Regions from separate parts of the Mus musculus genome. Here all the other regions are linked to region 1. Evidence: chromatin contacts called from public promoter capture Hi-C data. All regions are on one chromosome and are shown on one strand. The core of a region is the stretch at or near the end of the contact, and the rest is flanking DNA. Distances in the headings are between cores, read along the strand shown. Region 1 holds the start of A130010J15Rik (RIKEN cDNA A130010J15 gene). Region 2 holds the start of Rps6kc1 (ribosomal protein S6 kinase polypeptide 1). Region 3 holds the start of Angel2 (angel homolog 2). Region 4 holds the start of Nsl1 (NSL1, MIS12 kinetochore complex component).

The links. Promoter capture Hi-C pulls out the DNA fragments that hold promoters and counts their contacts.
Region 2: a contact with region 1 is called in a promoter capture Hi-C map of hematopoietic stem and progenitor cells, with 4 times the contacts expected there. The contact joins the promoter of Rps6kc1 here to the promoter of A130010J15Rik in region 1. A contact is called at or near these places in 1 of 39 promoter capture datasets (hematopoietic stem and progenitor cells) and 1 of 9 other capture datasets (liver).
Region 3: a promoter capture Hi-C map of pre-B cells shows a contact between it and region 1, with 9 times the contacts expected there. The contact joins the promoter of Angel2 here to the promoter of A130010J15Rik in region 1. A contact is called at or near these places in 4 of 39 promoter capture datasets (the HPC-7 cell line, erythroid cells, liver and 1 more), 1 of 484 Hi-C or Micro-C datasets (B cells), 1 of 115 datasets of contacts at active chromatin or transcription factors (large pre-B cells) and 2 of 9 other capture datasets (liver and macrophages).
Region 4: a contact with region 1 is called in a promoter capture Hi-C map of pre-B cells, with 6 times the contacts expected there. The contact joins the promoter of Nsl1 here to the promoter of A130010J15Rik in region 1. A contact is called at or near these places in 5 of 39 promoter capture datasets (the C10 cell line, HPC-7-derived erythroid cells, fetal liver and 2 more) and 2 of 484 Hi-C or Micro-C datasets (B cells and pre-B cells).

What each region holds. Positions count from the first base shown.
Region 1 is chr1:193,171,758-193,175,178 of GRCm38.p6, forward strand. It overlaps A130010J15Rik (RIKEN cDNA A130010J15 gene), which reads left to right and starts at 1,820. Exons shown (of 2, transcript NM_181048.3): 1 at 1,820-2,023; 2 at 2,488-3,421. The coding sequence starts at 2,585. The coding sequence ends at 3,376. It overlaps Irf6 (interferon regulatory factor 6), which reads left to right. Exons shown (of 8, transcript NM_016851.2): 8 at 1-279.
Region 2 is chr1:190,910,166-190,913,586 of GRCm38.p6, forward strand. Rps6kc1 (ribosomal protein S6 kinase polypeptide 1) reads right to left here and starts at 1,605. Exons shown (of 15, transcript NM_178775.4): 1 at 1,391-1,605. The coding sequence starts at 1,495.
Region 3 is chr1:190,926,565-190,929,985 of GRCm38.p6, forward strand. It overlaps Angel2 (angel homolog 2), which reads left to right and starts at 1,941. Exons shown (of 9, transcript NM_021421.4): 1 at 1,941-2,194. The coding sequence starts at 2,136.
Region 4 is chr1:191,061,339-191,064,759 of GRCm38.p6, forward strand. It overlaps Nsl1 (NSL1, MIS12 kinetochore complex component), which reads left to right and starts at 1,683. Exons shown (of 6, transcript NM_198654.3): 1 at 1,683-1,934. The coding sequence starts at 1,701. Tatdn3 (TatD DNase domain containing 3) reads right to left here and starts at 1,572. Exons shown (of 10, transcript NM_001357166.1): 1 at 1,463-1,572. The coding sequence starts at 1,519.

The DNA.
Region 1 (3,421 bases), core at 570-3,069:
CTCCACAGTTCTCAGTTGTATGTTCATGTAGCATCTTAAACTTTAAGAGTAACTGTGTCGTTTGTAAATTGCTCCGCATCTATGTTCTGCTTGACTGACTGCCAACTTGGAAAGTCAAAACTGTTTGTCTTAGATTTATTGCCAGGTCTTTAGCAGTGTCTGATACAGTGTGTTCTAAGATATTTGTGCTGTAATAAATGACCTACGTCTTTCAATTTGGAGATTTATTGCTAACTATCATGAGAACGTAAAATAAACTTGGGAAGAAAAAAATATAAAGCTAGAGTACTGGTTCTATCAATTTTTAGTACTGACTCCCCCTGAGCTGAGAACCTAAGTTAGACTGGCAGGCCCTACAAACTGATCCTCCTTACATACTGTCTGTCTGTCTTTAACACACTGCTGGTCCTTTTTGGTATGAAGGTACCAGCATAGCACCACTGTAAAACCTCCAGTCTGGGTCTCCATTTTGCTGCCCATAACTTGGGGCCATTTGTCCAGGCTAGAGTTTTCTTAAGATTTCCTTCACAGAAGATATAGGCAAATTCCTTATGTCAACATTTGACCTTCCTATCTGCTGTAAGACTTCTCTGGAGAAAGGAACAAGGCACTTTCTAAGGTCCTAATGGCAGATGAGGGTACAGTTCCACCGAAGTTCAATCTGGGGTACCAAGGAGTCCATTAGGTTTACTTACAAAGCAGTGGGTCAGAGGTTATGGTCAGGGGCATGGGTGGCCTTGAAGCGGCCAGTAAGGATGTTAACTCACCTTTGGCTTCCTAGATGGTGTTCCCCTCCTTAGTTTTGCCCATCCTCCTTGAGGTATAGATAACTCCTTGAGGTATCATTCAATTAGGGTAGACTCTAACCTCAGAACTTCCGAGGCTGAGGCAGGAGGATTGTCATGTTTGAGGAATACATAGCAAGACATTGTCTCAACAAACAAATCCCCACCACAACAGTGTGGCTGTAGAGATGAGACCTGCTTTTTCTCCCAAAGATTTGAATTCCGTTCCCAAAGCCCGTGTTAGGCAGCTCACAATATTTTTAACTTATTCAGCTCCAGGTGACCCTACTCCCTTTTCTGGCTTCCTGGGCACCTGCACAAACTTATGAATGGAAATAAAAATCAATCTTTTAAAATAAGATGATCAGCAAACTGGACTCTCGGGCTTTGAGCTCCATGAAGAAGGTACAATGCAGTACCTCGGCACACTGAGAGTGAATACTCAGGCTGCAGACATACAGTTAGTAGTGTTTGGCACGCGTGAATTCCAGAGCTCAATCCCCAACGCGGCATAAACCAGAGAACGAGAAGTCCCGTTCCGGGCCAGCCCCTGCAACACATAGTACAACAGTACTGGCTCAGCAGTTAATGGCACTTGCTCAGCAGGCTGGCTTCCTGAGTTCAGTACCTCGGACCCTCTTACAAGGTGGAAGCGAGAGCTGACAGGGCGCCATTGTGCACGCCCACACAATAAGGCGATTTTTAAAAAAGGAGTGAATATGCATGGCCTTGGCATACCTGTCAAGTTCAGAATTTAGGTACATTAAAAAAATAATAATACAAAATAAAGCTTTACAGCATTGCCCACAGGAGAGGTGTCCCTTATTCCGCGGACTGACAACTGGCGGTCCCAGCGGCTTCTCCCCCACTTCCACTTCCGCCTCGCAAGGCCCGCCCGCAGGGGCTCTACCGGAAGGGGCGGGTCTAAGGTGGCTTTACCTCCCACTCCGTCCGCAGCCTCTTCAAAGGTTCTGGCTTGCGTTTGCTTTTCAAATGACGTCACGGAAAGGCGGAGTAAGCCAGTGCGCATGCACGTCAGGCTGTCTTTCCCTGGGCTTCTGCACACACTGTCGGGTTTTCACAGTACCGAGTGTGGGGCGTGGGAGGGCACTACGCCGCTGGCGGGCAGGCGGAAGGGCTTCCTGCGCCCCCGAACCTGCGGCGGAAATGCTAGCCGAGTGTCTTGAGGCAGAGCGCTTCCTTTTGTAACTAGTCTACCACCGCGTAGGCACGTGTGGGTAGGTGTGGCGGTGGGAGCGTGCCTTCCTAGAAGGGAAGAGGGTCCAGCAAGTGTTAAACTGGCTCGTGCCCCAGTTCTAGCGGCTTCTCTTACCTGAGTGTCGCAGGGTGAGGCGGTGATTACTCCGCGTTGTAGCTTATGCTGGTTTGATCAGGCTGCTGTGAGCGCTCTGTGGAGATCTGTCTGAGGAGCTGGCAATGGAGAGCTTACAGGCGCTGAAGTTTAGAGCCCAGAGTTCTGTCCCAGTTGGACAGTTTTGGGAGAAGTGGTAACTTTTGCTGTAAGGTTTGAATCCCAGAGCATAAATTGCACCAGGTAAAAGTTAGAATCGAAGCCAGAGACAATGTAAATGTGACTAGAAGGACGATTTCGTAAACTTAAGTCTGCCAGAGAAATGGGGTGCAGCATTGGTGACCCCATCTTGACAGTATTAACGATTTCCCCCTACCATATTGTTTCTAGGATCTTTCTCAAGTGCTGGGAGCTGAACTGTGTGTGGCCCAGGGAAAGGAACTGTGGCTAGCTAAGGAGGCCATATGTCATGTAACTTCCAGATCTTATGTCAACACCAAGCCCTCAGCTGCTGGTGGCAGCTGCTCAGCAGACTCTGGGCATGGGCAAGAGAAAATGCCCACCTCGAGCTACCTGCCTTCACCTGGCAGGAGAGGTGCTGGCTGTGGCCCGCGGGCTGAAGCCAGCTGTACTCTATGATTGCAACTCTGCAGGAGTATTGGCGCTCCAAAGTTATCTGGAGGAACTACAGGGGCTGGGCTTCCTGGAGCCAGGACTTCACATTCTTGAGATTGGAGAGAATAACTTTATTGTCAGTCCTGAGTATGCCTGTCAGCATTTGGAACAGACACTGCTTGGTACTGTAGCTTTCGTGGACGTTTCCCGCTCCCAACCTCATCCTTCTGTCCGGTCGGTGGACCAGCTCCCGGACTTGAAATCTCTCATAGCTGACGTCATCACACGTTTTCGAGGACTTAAGAAAGATGTGTCTCAGGGAGTCTCCTACACCAGGCTACATTCCTCAGACTGGAATCTCTGCACTGTATTTGGGATACTCCTGGGATATCCAGTCTCTTACACATTTGACCTGAACCGTGAAGATGACAACTGCTTAACCATGACTCCCCTGCGGGTGTTTACTGCCCGGATTTCGTGGCTGCCTGGTCAACCATCAATTCTGCTGTACTCCTTTAGTGTTCCAGAGAGTTTGTTCCCAGCCCTGAAAAACTTTCTAAGTGCCTGGGAGAAGGAACTCAGAACCCGATTTAGGGCTCAGAATGCCTTTGCTGACCTCAGCATCTCCTCTGAGGTGGTCACACTTCCTGCTGTGGCCCTCTGAGTTAACTCTGTCCGTTGAGAAGGTATCAATGAATGTCAATTACGA
Region 2 (3,421 bases), core at 355-2,854, 2.3 Mb before region 1:
GAACTTGGTCTTCTTGCTGTCTTGAGAAACTTGCTCAACCCAGCGACACACTCCCATCTGTCTGACTCTGCATCATCTCCAAATGCTGCCAGCCCCTTGCATGCCCCAAGCTCAGTTTACCCCAATCTCTTCTCTCAGCTTCCTCAGGGCAGATTCCTGAGTGCTTTTTGAATATTCACTGCACTATTAACATTATTATTGCCCCTCCGTCAATACCCCTCTTCTTCAAGACTTAACACTAGCAACTGAGTTTCCTCATCGTGGGTTAAGCAGAACTGGTCCCGAAGCTCAAAGCTGCTACTGCTCTGCAACAGAAACTTTAGCAAACTTTTAAACTTCCTTGAATCTGCTTCCTCATCATGAAGTTGTACAAAATGCCCAGCATACACACAGCAGTGCACATAAGCACTTATTTCATGTTATTGTTCTCATTTCCCAGGAAAACGAGTTCTCAAAACTTAAGCTGAGGCAACAAAATTTAAGAAAAACAGTACTAAATTTGGAACAGTGAATTTATGTAAAAAAAAATTACCATTTATTTATTTGGGGGGACGACACCTTCAGTGGTCAGAGGACAATTTGCAGGAGTCAGTTCTCTCCTTCCACCATGTAGGTCCCAGGGAATGAAAACAGTTCTTCGGGCTTGACAGCAAGCATCTTTACCTGCTGAGCCATTGTGCCACACCAACCACCCTCAAGTCTCACTTAAGTACACATGTGTCTCCTGAAAAGACTCATCAAAACTCAGAAGCAAAGGCTAAAGATCCAAGACGAGCGTCTTAACAGCGAAATCTTCCCAAGATTCTACCTGCCTCACGGCAAGCCAGCCACTGAATGAGAAGAGGAAACGTCCCTTCCGTTACATAAGCCCCACAACACACCCACTAACATTTTTAAGTGTGTGTTTTCCCTCTGGAATGCACCAGCCCAATTCTGCAAATTTCATTTCAAGAGAAAGTCCACATAGGACAGAGGACTAGGTCATCCATTTAAAGACATCCACCAGTGTTCCACCCCAGAATGGCTGGTGGAGCCCAGCATCCCTTATGGAGCCTGCACTCCAGTCTACCAGGAGTCCATTCTCATGCTTAGAGTTCCCATCATCTCCATCCTGGGGTCCCTCTCTCCTGACTGAGGTCTCCAATATCTCCATCCTGGAGTCCTGTCTCCTGGCAAGGGTCCCCAGCATCTCCATTCTGAGATCCCATCTCCTGCCTGGGGTCCTCAACATCTCGAACCTAGAGTCCCATCTCTGCCTGGAGTTCCTGTGTACTGTCTAGGGTCTCCTGTCCGAGTCTCCATCCCTCCCTACCAACCTACCTACCACTCGCCGCACCCAGCCGCAGCCCGGAGCCCGTGCCCCGCCCAGTGTCCCTATCCAGAAACTCACCCGTGCGGTAACCTTATAGACAGTGTAGCCCCTGGGGTGTCGCTGGGGCTCGGTGACAGTGTAGAAGCGGGCCAGGTCCGCACTGTGACCCCAAGGAGAGGTCATCCTCCCTCCGCCCGTGCTTCCGCCAGCTGGGGACCATCGGGCAGCCCCAGCTGTGCCGGACTCCACGCAGCACTAAGCACGAGCACCGCGAAGAGGGGGCGGTGGCTCCTGGGGGGCTGTCGCTTGGATCTGCTTCCGGATCACCACACAGACTTCCGGGTCATCCCGGTCGACGTTCGGGATAAGAAGGTGCGGCTCTGGATCCTCTCCGAGCTGTATCGTCCGCTGTGGTTACTAGCGCCTAGCTCAGTCGCCATGGATACCGGAGGCGTCCCTACTAAGTCTCCTGGTGCACTAGCTTCGATGTCTACTAGAATTTGCGAGCTGGGGAGAGGGTTGGGCCTCCCGCCCTGTGCTCCTGTAGAGTCCTGGGTGATGGACGCAGCGGTACCCGAGCCAAGCATCTCCTTTCCTTCCCTACTTACTCTGTGCGGTGCCCACAGCAACATCGCAGCGCTCTGACAGACACGTCCCCATTTTCCCGTAGATGAACCCTCTTTGACATACCTACAGCTGCACGACAAGCCCTCACCCTACGTAGAATAGAAGTGCATCCCTCCCACTCTCTCAGGGAGATTGCTTGAGACCAACATGGGTCAAGTAGTGAGTTCAGAGTTAAGCTGGGCTACATGGGGAGAACCTGTCTCAAAACACAAAATTTGCTCAGTCACAGGATCCAGGGCAGTCTGCTATACATAACAAGACTCTCAACAACAACAACAACAAAGAAGTTTGTTGTTTTTTCAACAGTCCCTAGACTCTTAAATGTGCATCTGTTGTGGGGGTTGTAGAAGGAGACTCTCAAAGTCACTACAAAGAGTCTCCAGTTTCTATTGATTGGCATCCCCTACCTGGCAATTTTTTTTTAACTTTCTCTTGATCAGAGCTCTCATTCCCAAAAGATTCATTGCAAGGTTCTGTCGTTGTTAATTCTGTGTCTCTTGCTTCCTCTCCTCCCTGCCTTCTAACCCCTAGAACACACAATTAAGGAAGGAAGGAAGGGAAGAAACAAAGAGGGAGAAACAGAGATGGTAAGAAGAATTAGAGATGTGGTTGAGTAGTTAGTTAGGATCTCTGATTGCTCTTCCGGAGGAATGGGTGAGGTTCAAATCCCAGCATGCCAGTGGCAGCTCTTAGCTGCCTGTAACTCCAGTTCTGAGGGATCTGATGCCCTCTTCTGGCCTCCTCCAGCACACAAGTAGTACACATACCTAAGAGCAGAAAAACACCCATAGACATAAAAATAAAAATCCTTTTACAAAGGAAAAGAGTGACTTTAGCACCCTTTGTCTGCTCACATCTCCATCCCAGCCTGACACCCTTGCTCATTTGAAAACTACTTGCTCCACTCATGTGCTGATTTCCACTCTCTTTGGCAGAAAGAAAAACGTTGTTCTAATAATGTCTCCACCCTGTATGTTTGATCTTCGACTATTAACCTCTTCTGAGCCTTTAGGCTTTTCTTATTATTTCTCTTATGTGTATGGGTCTTTTGCCTGCCTGCATGTATGTTGACCACATGTATACCTGGTACCCACAAAAAAAAAAAATCACCACAGATCCCCAGGATGGTTCATGTGGGTCCTGGGATCCAAATCCAGGTAGGTCCCCTGCAAGAGCACCAGGTGTTCTTAACTGCTGTTATCTCTCTAGCTCAAGCCTATACAGTCAAAAAACTAGCTATCACTTATTCATTAACCCTGAATTCACTACCTGCTATGTGTCAGACTTTATACTAATGAGGCATTGGAGTTATAAAGACTGTTCCTCTCTTTCTTTACATACCATCACTAGTATGCAACGAAGTATATAAATATGACCAGTACATACCATGGCATGCTATAGAAAACCGATAATCCAGAATGGCCTCTGATCAAAGGAAACTGCCTGATACAGGAAAGACAGATGGCAGATAGCCAGGAAGAA
Region 3 (3,421 bases), core at 691-3,190, 2.2 Mb before region 1:
TGAACAGACTTGCTTAACTTATTGAGTGACTAAAGCAGGATCTATTTAAGGGGACAGAACAATGTGAGCTGAGAACTTTCAACTGGAACATGAATGCAAAAATGGTGTTTTGTTTTGTTACAGAGACAAGAGTTCTCCAACCCTTAGGATAATCACCATGCTGCTATAAGGTAACTACTCTCTCTAAAGTTCTAGAGCAGACAGCTCCCAAAGTGTCTTTCGTCATCAAGAAACCTTCAAACTCATTGAAAGAATGCATCTTGACAGTTGGTGGTGCACGCCTTTAATCCCAACACTCTGGAGGTAGAGGCAGGTGGATCTCTGAGTTCCAGGTCAGCCTGGTCTACAGAGTGAGTTCCAGGACAGCCAGGGCTACACAGAGAAACCCTGTCTCAAACAAAGGAAAGGGAGGGAGGGAGGGAGGGAGGGAGGAAGGAAGGAAGGAAAGAAGGAAGGAAGGAAGGAAGGAAGGAAGGACCTTAATGCCATTTGCTTATTTCAAAACACTACATTTTTCTTTGCACAACAAGCAGAGGAGCTAAGGTGTGCTTGGAGGAGAAAGTCTGGTGATTGACAGGTCTTCCTTAAGTCTGCTCCAGTTAATAACCCTATCAATGATCTTTGTTTGCCGTATGTTGTGTAGTCAGTAGAGTACTAGGTTGAATAGATTTGAACAGGAGTCATGGACACTGTTCACAAGTCACTTACAATGTGATTATGGAACAAGGCATATAGGACACTACTGGCCACATGTAACTAACAACAACATTGTGATCACCCTTAGAAAATAGGACAGTATAAACCTCAAGCAGTCAGCCCCCATTTGTGGACACTGCGTTTGTAAACTGCCTACTCCCTAAAACCTACCTAAAATGTCCAAATCAATCCTCACAGTGTTTTGGTTTTTCTCCAACAAGGAGAAAGGCAAATTTTAGTTGCCTAGTGTGCTTGTCCCTGAGGTTAAACAAGGCACTCTGCCCTCTTGAGTTTTCAGACCGTAAAAAACTAACCTTTCTACCGACTACTTAGTGTCCCTTTCCCACAGTTTTACTGATTTTTCTATTAAAAGTGCCCCCCAAGTATACTGCTGCAAGATTCTGAGGTGACAAAAGTTAATGATGTAATATAGAGAAAATATGTGTACTAAATTATCTTCAATTAGGTATGTATCAGAAGACTGTTGGACAGAGTTTAACGTTAATGAAGTGACAATATAAATTAAATAAGGAACATGCATAAAACAAGACTTCATATTGGTTGATGAAAATGTGGTCCGAAGCCAAGTATGGCAGTACGTTGCTGGTGACCACAGTGCTCAGACAGGCATGTGAGATAAGTTTGACGAATGCCTGGACTGCACAAGACTTTTGTCTAAGGACACTCACGAGTGTGCGTGTGCAATCAGAGACTAGCTTTCCTCAGAGTTTGCTAATTCAGCATTCCTGACATGTTTACACAATATAACAACTGCAGATAAAGAGAAGGATATACACGAAGGATAAAGTATCTCTCAAAATTAACACAAGGAAAAGAACAAAACTTCCCAAGAAATTACTACCCACAGCTACACAGCTCTACCAAAGAAACTAAGCAAGCAGCGACCCTGGTTTCCAGTGCCCTCTGCCTCGCTATTCTCGCTGTCCCTTCTCCATTTATGTTTTCCAAGAAAGCTACGCTCGATCTGACAGACTCGGATCATCAACGCACTAATTAATGTACAAGTGGGTTCTCTGAGATTTGCACAAAATCAATTATAAAGTTCTACGGGAACCCACAGAATAGTATTTCCTCAACGTGGAAATCTACCTTTTGGATCTACGCAACCACGTAAATACACTTTAGGTCTCACGCAGCTCCTGCTCCTTCCTATGTCTTAAGAAAGCCGTCAAGCGCTAGCCTTCCGCCCTACCAGGAAATGGCTGTCCGCGCACGCTCTGCGCATGCCCGGAGTCGCACTGCTTAAAGGAACTGCCCCAGAAGGCAAGATGGTGACCGGGCCTGCGGCGAGACGCTCCTCCCAGCATGCCTAGCGGCCGGCCGGGAGCCGAGTGATGGGGATCCGGTAGGACCCGGCGAGCGGCCGAAGCTGAGGTGCAGCCGCGGGCCCGGGCGTTGGGCGCTCACAGAGAGCCAAGATGGAGACGTGGCGCTGTGTGAGGAGGGGCTACGGCCGCTGTGTGGCGGGGCGAGGCCGGTCAGTGGCGAGCGGCCGGCGGGATGGACAGAGGGAGGGACCTGGAGGGGCGGGCGGGGAGGGGAGGGGCGGGGCGGCGGGGCGCGGGAGGAAGGCGGAGGAAGAGGGTCCGCGGCGGGGACGCGCCAGGCGGCGCCCGGGGAGAGGTAACGCGCGGGCGGGCAGCAGCGGTGGCCGCGGCCTCCGGGATCCTGCGGGCCTCGCGCGGCCTCCACGCTCGCCGCCGCCGCCCGCGCGCAGGGCCCCGCCCGGAGGGAGGCTGCGCGCCCCGGGGTGGCTGGGCAGCGTCGGTCACGCGGAGGCCAACTTTCACCGCCACTCAAGTTCTTGCTCCGTCCTGGGTATTTTTCTTTCAATCCACTCTTTGAGAGCCTGGCGTGATGGCTCACGCCTGCACTTTCCACACCCCGGAGGCCGAGGCGGGAGGATAACCATGAATTTGAGGCTGGCCTGGATTAGGCAGCGAGCGTGACACTCCGCCTCCAAAAGTAAAAAAATAACTCACTTGAAATTTTAAAGCGCCACAGTACATGCAGCCTCTAATAATGTCACCCCAAGTAGTATCCACCGAATCTTAAATTGGATGTACGGATTATGTTTTTCTCCTATAAACTTTGAGGACTTAGTTATTAAGATTCCAGTGGTTTGTATAACCTTTGAAACTATATCGTACCACGCGTGGGAAATAGCACACTGTCGTTACATAAGCCGTTGGGATCTGCCCACTCCATTCCTGGTTCCTGTGCTATGGCATTTTCTGAGTACCAGCTGTGTGCTTGGCCCTTGGGTGGAGACTGGGCTTTCAGAGAATACTGAGGTTCGAACCCTCAAAAGCTCACTATCTTACAAGAAAAAGATGTGGTATAAATAACTGCCAATCCAAAGAATAAGCGTCACTGTGCAGGTTGCAGTATAGAAACATTTCAAGACAGAAAGTAAACCGTTATAGCACTGGGGAGGTGGAGGCAGGAGAATTAGAGACACCACCAGCCTGTGCTGATGGTCTTGGACTTGGTTTTTGTCTTGGTTTTTTGTTTGTTTGTTTTTTAGAGAAGGAGGGTTTTTCTTTGTATCTCTGGCTGTCCTGGGATTCATTGTGTAGACCAGGCTGGCCTTCAACTCAGATCTGCCTACCTCTGCCTCCTGAGTGCTGGGATCAAACTCATGGGCCACCTCAAAATTTTTAAATTTAAAAACAAAACAAGACAAGATCCAAGTGCTGAAATC
Region 4 (3,421 bases), core at 433-2,932, 2.1 Mb before region 1:
ATTAAGGACAACATTGTTAGCAAGGAACAGAGTGGCAGAAAATGAAGTCACCCTCCTCCTTACTCTCACAGTCCATGATGCACACTATATCAAAACAGAGATCTCTGTTGCCAAACACACAGAGCTTTCCTGTCCTCTCTCACTCTGTCCCTCAGAGGCTTCTGGACATTTCCCTCATGATTTGCTTTCACAGCCTAGTGGTAGGTAACTCTTCAGTCTCCTTGACTGATTCTCTGTCCTTTTTGTGACTTCAAGCTCTTCTGTTCTCTTTCCACTTGCCTTAAGGGATTCTGCCTTTTTCCTTTGTTTGTTTAACATCCTCGACCACACTATGTAAGATCTCTATCACTAAGCTATATCCTCCCCTTCTCGTGGTTTTTGATACCATGCTGAATCTCCAACTTACAGAGTTTTTACTCTCTCCAAGACCCACGACTCACATTTGAAATGATTATGTATTCTAATCTTTCCACTTGGATGAGATCAGACTTAACCAATATCCCCCCACTAGGATTTCCAGCTGCCCACCTGCCCACTCTGATCCCAAACCTTTTCTCGTCTCAGCAAAGGCCATCACCATCTTCCTTACAGGAAGCACAAACTGAAATCTAAGTCATGCTCGATTTCTTCCTCCCCTTGCTGTTCTTATCCAAGGCATGCATGTACTGTTGGTGTTATTCCTAAAATTTGTTGAGTACATGGTATTCTCATGATATTCTCACTGTACTGGCTTCTACCAGCTCTTGTCTGTAAACTGAGACGTTTCCTAAATGCTCTCACTTTCTCTCCTCCACCTTTTTGCCACTCAGCAGCAAATTTGTCTTCAGAATATTCGCTCTCTATATATATTTAAAATGGGTTTGTTTTTAAACTTTTAAGGGTTAAGACTGTGCATCTAATGCAATCCAAATGTCTTACTGACCTTGACCTACCCTTCCCAGCTCCTGGAAATTTCTCCTTTATTAAGTGTTTCCAGCTGCTGGTTAACTAAAACAGATCAAATTCTATAATGTATGGGAGGTCTACAACCTGCCGGTGTTCATCACTACCATACACTCACACCCTAAGCGTCACCTCCTAAGAAAAAGGCACCTACTTCTCCTTCCTCTTCACTTTCCCCAATGTAGCCGGTAAAACCTATTTCCATCCCTACACATTCACTCCATCAAGTGTTATTATTTTTGTTTGTCCCTCTGCCGGGCCAGAACTAGAACCTCTGCTAAGGGCTTGGATGGATCAGCACACCTCAAGAGTGGTAGGAGAAAGGGGTGTTGAGACGACAAACTAAAGCTTCATAGAAATAGTTAACCGCCGTGTAAGATGAGGAATGTCAGTTCCAGGACGCTGGTTCGAAAGGGTCGCCATAGACTAGGTACGGTCTGAGGATTTGGGGGAGAAAAACTTGCGGGAAAGGAGACACGGCCCTCCCGACTCCCGCAAGCCCCAAGTCCCCCTCACATACGTTGTCAAAGTCCGAGGCGGAGAGATGGCAGTGACAGTCCACTAACCCCAAACCCATAGCTACTCCTGCAGGCTTCTCGACTGCAAGCCAGGCGGCGGAACTCTGGGGCCGCGGAACCCGAGGCGGAACCTTGCGGCGGCGGCGGATCGGGTTTCCAGTCGGACGCGTGCAGGAGCGTTCCAGGGAGGGAAGCATCCTTCCGGTCTCAGCGATTCCCGCCTTAGTTTAAACCGGGAAGATGGCGGCTGTCTCTGAAACAGTGCTCGTCTCCGCCCCGCAGGACCACGATGCCCAGGCCGCCTCAGACCCTCAGGCCACGGCAGCAGACTCTCCCCTAGAGGACTTCCGAGTGCGCTGCACCTTGAAGAGGGCGGTGATGGAAGTGATGGAGATGTGCGGTCGCTTCGTGCAGGAGCTCGGGGCCGTGCTGCCGGAGGACGTCCGCGAGCTCGCGCTGCGGGACGCACAGTGGGTACGGACCCCTCTTTCCCGGTCCTCACCCAGCGCATCCTGGCTCTGGCTCGGGGCCCATGTCAGGCCTTCGCAGATGGAACGATGCCCAAGACTGGCTTGGGAAATGCCAGGGAAGGCAACTAGATGCTAGTGCCGCCTGGGTGCTGCTTCCTGTCAGGAACATACAGGGCGAACACGTATGTAATCTTAAGAAGCAGGCGGTATTAAGTGTACCCATATTCTTGAACATGTACAGCGCTATACGTATAAACAAGGCATCACATTTTGCTTTCATAGCAAGCTTTCAAATCTTGTGTTTTACAAAACATTTCTTTTGGTAGTTAAGTGCGCAGTAAAGACAAAGTCGCTCTCCTGTGGGCCAGCGCAACTTTGCTGGTTGGTATGAGGAATTCTCCAGGAAATGATAATCCTTGAAGTCAGTCATCTGGCTAGGTTTTTGGTCATTGTTATTGTTTTTGTTTGTTTTTATAACATCGTGTGGATTCGGGGAGAAAACATTTTCTTTTTAAGTTGAAAATAGATGAAGAAGCTGTCTTGGTGTTAAATTTTACCAAGTTCTAGTTGAGCTGGTCATGACAGTGTATGCCAAGTACTCGGAAGGCAGGGGCATGCAAATCTCTGTGAGTTCGAGACTAGTCTGGTCCACGCCGTGAGTTCCAGACAAGCCAGGGCTACGTAGAACCTGTGCATCCTGTTGCTCCCCCGGCACCCATAAACCCTTAGAACACACTTATTTCTCCTATATTTTGTGTACCCCTGAATATGATGGTTTCTGGGAAAAGACACTAGAGATCGAAGGACTGCTAACTCAAGCAGATAAACAGCCTATATGTAGGGGAAAGTTTCAAGCTTGTAACAGCACATTCATGACCAATGACAAGAGTGCAGAGTAAATATAGAGGTTGTCAGCATCAAAAACTAAAACAACAGTGGTTAAGGGAAAGAATAATGAAGAAACCTTCCTTGGATTGTAGTTTTATACCCCAGTTTTGGGAATAGTAGCTCCTGTGTTATTCTCTCCTTAGAAGTAAGGCAAGGAGAGAAACGGCACTTAATGTTTTTAATAGTTATCTTGGGAGATGACTGTAACTAAGAGGGTTTATCTGATTATAGAAAAATGCTAAGATAATGAGAACATTTACATGTAGGAATAGACAAATGTGACTTCACCTCTAATAGCTTGTTGAATGAGATCTTAAAGAGAATCAGAAGTAGAGAAGGTTTGTTGATAAACATCTAGGAAAGACTGAGAAACACAGTGACATTCTTAAATGATAGATGAAACAGCAATGAGTATTTCAAAGACAATTTGTTTTCTAAATGTCCTCAAGAGTTTAATATAGTAAGAATCTTATCCTATAAAATAGGTTTTTTTTTCCCTTTAGTGCTAAGAATTGAAAGCAGAGCCTTCCTTGCTCTTGCTAGCAAAGTGTTGTCCACTGAGCTATATCACAGCCCTTTTTATAAGATACTAGTATAGAATAC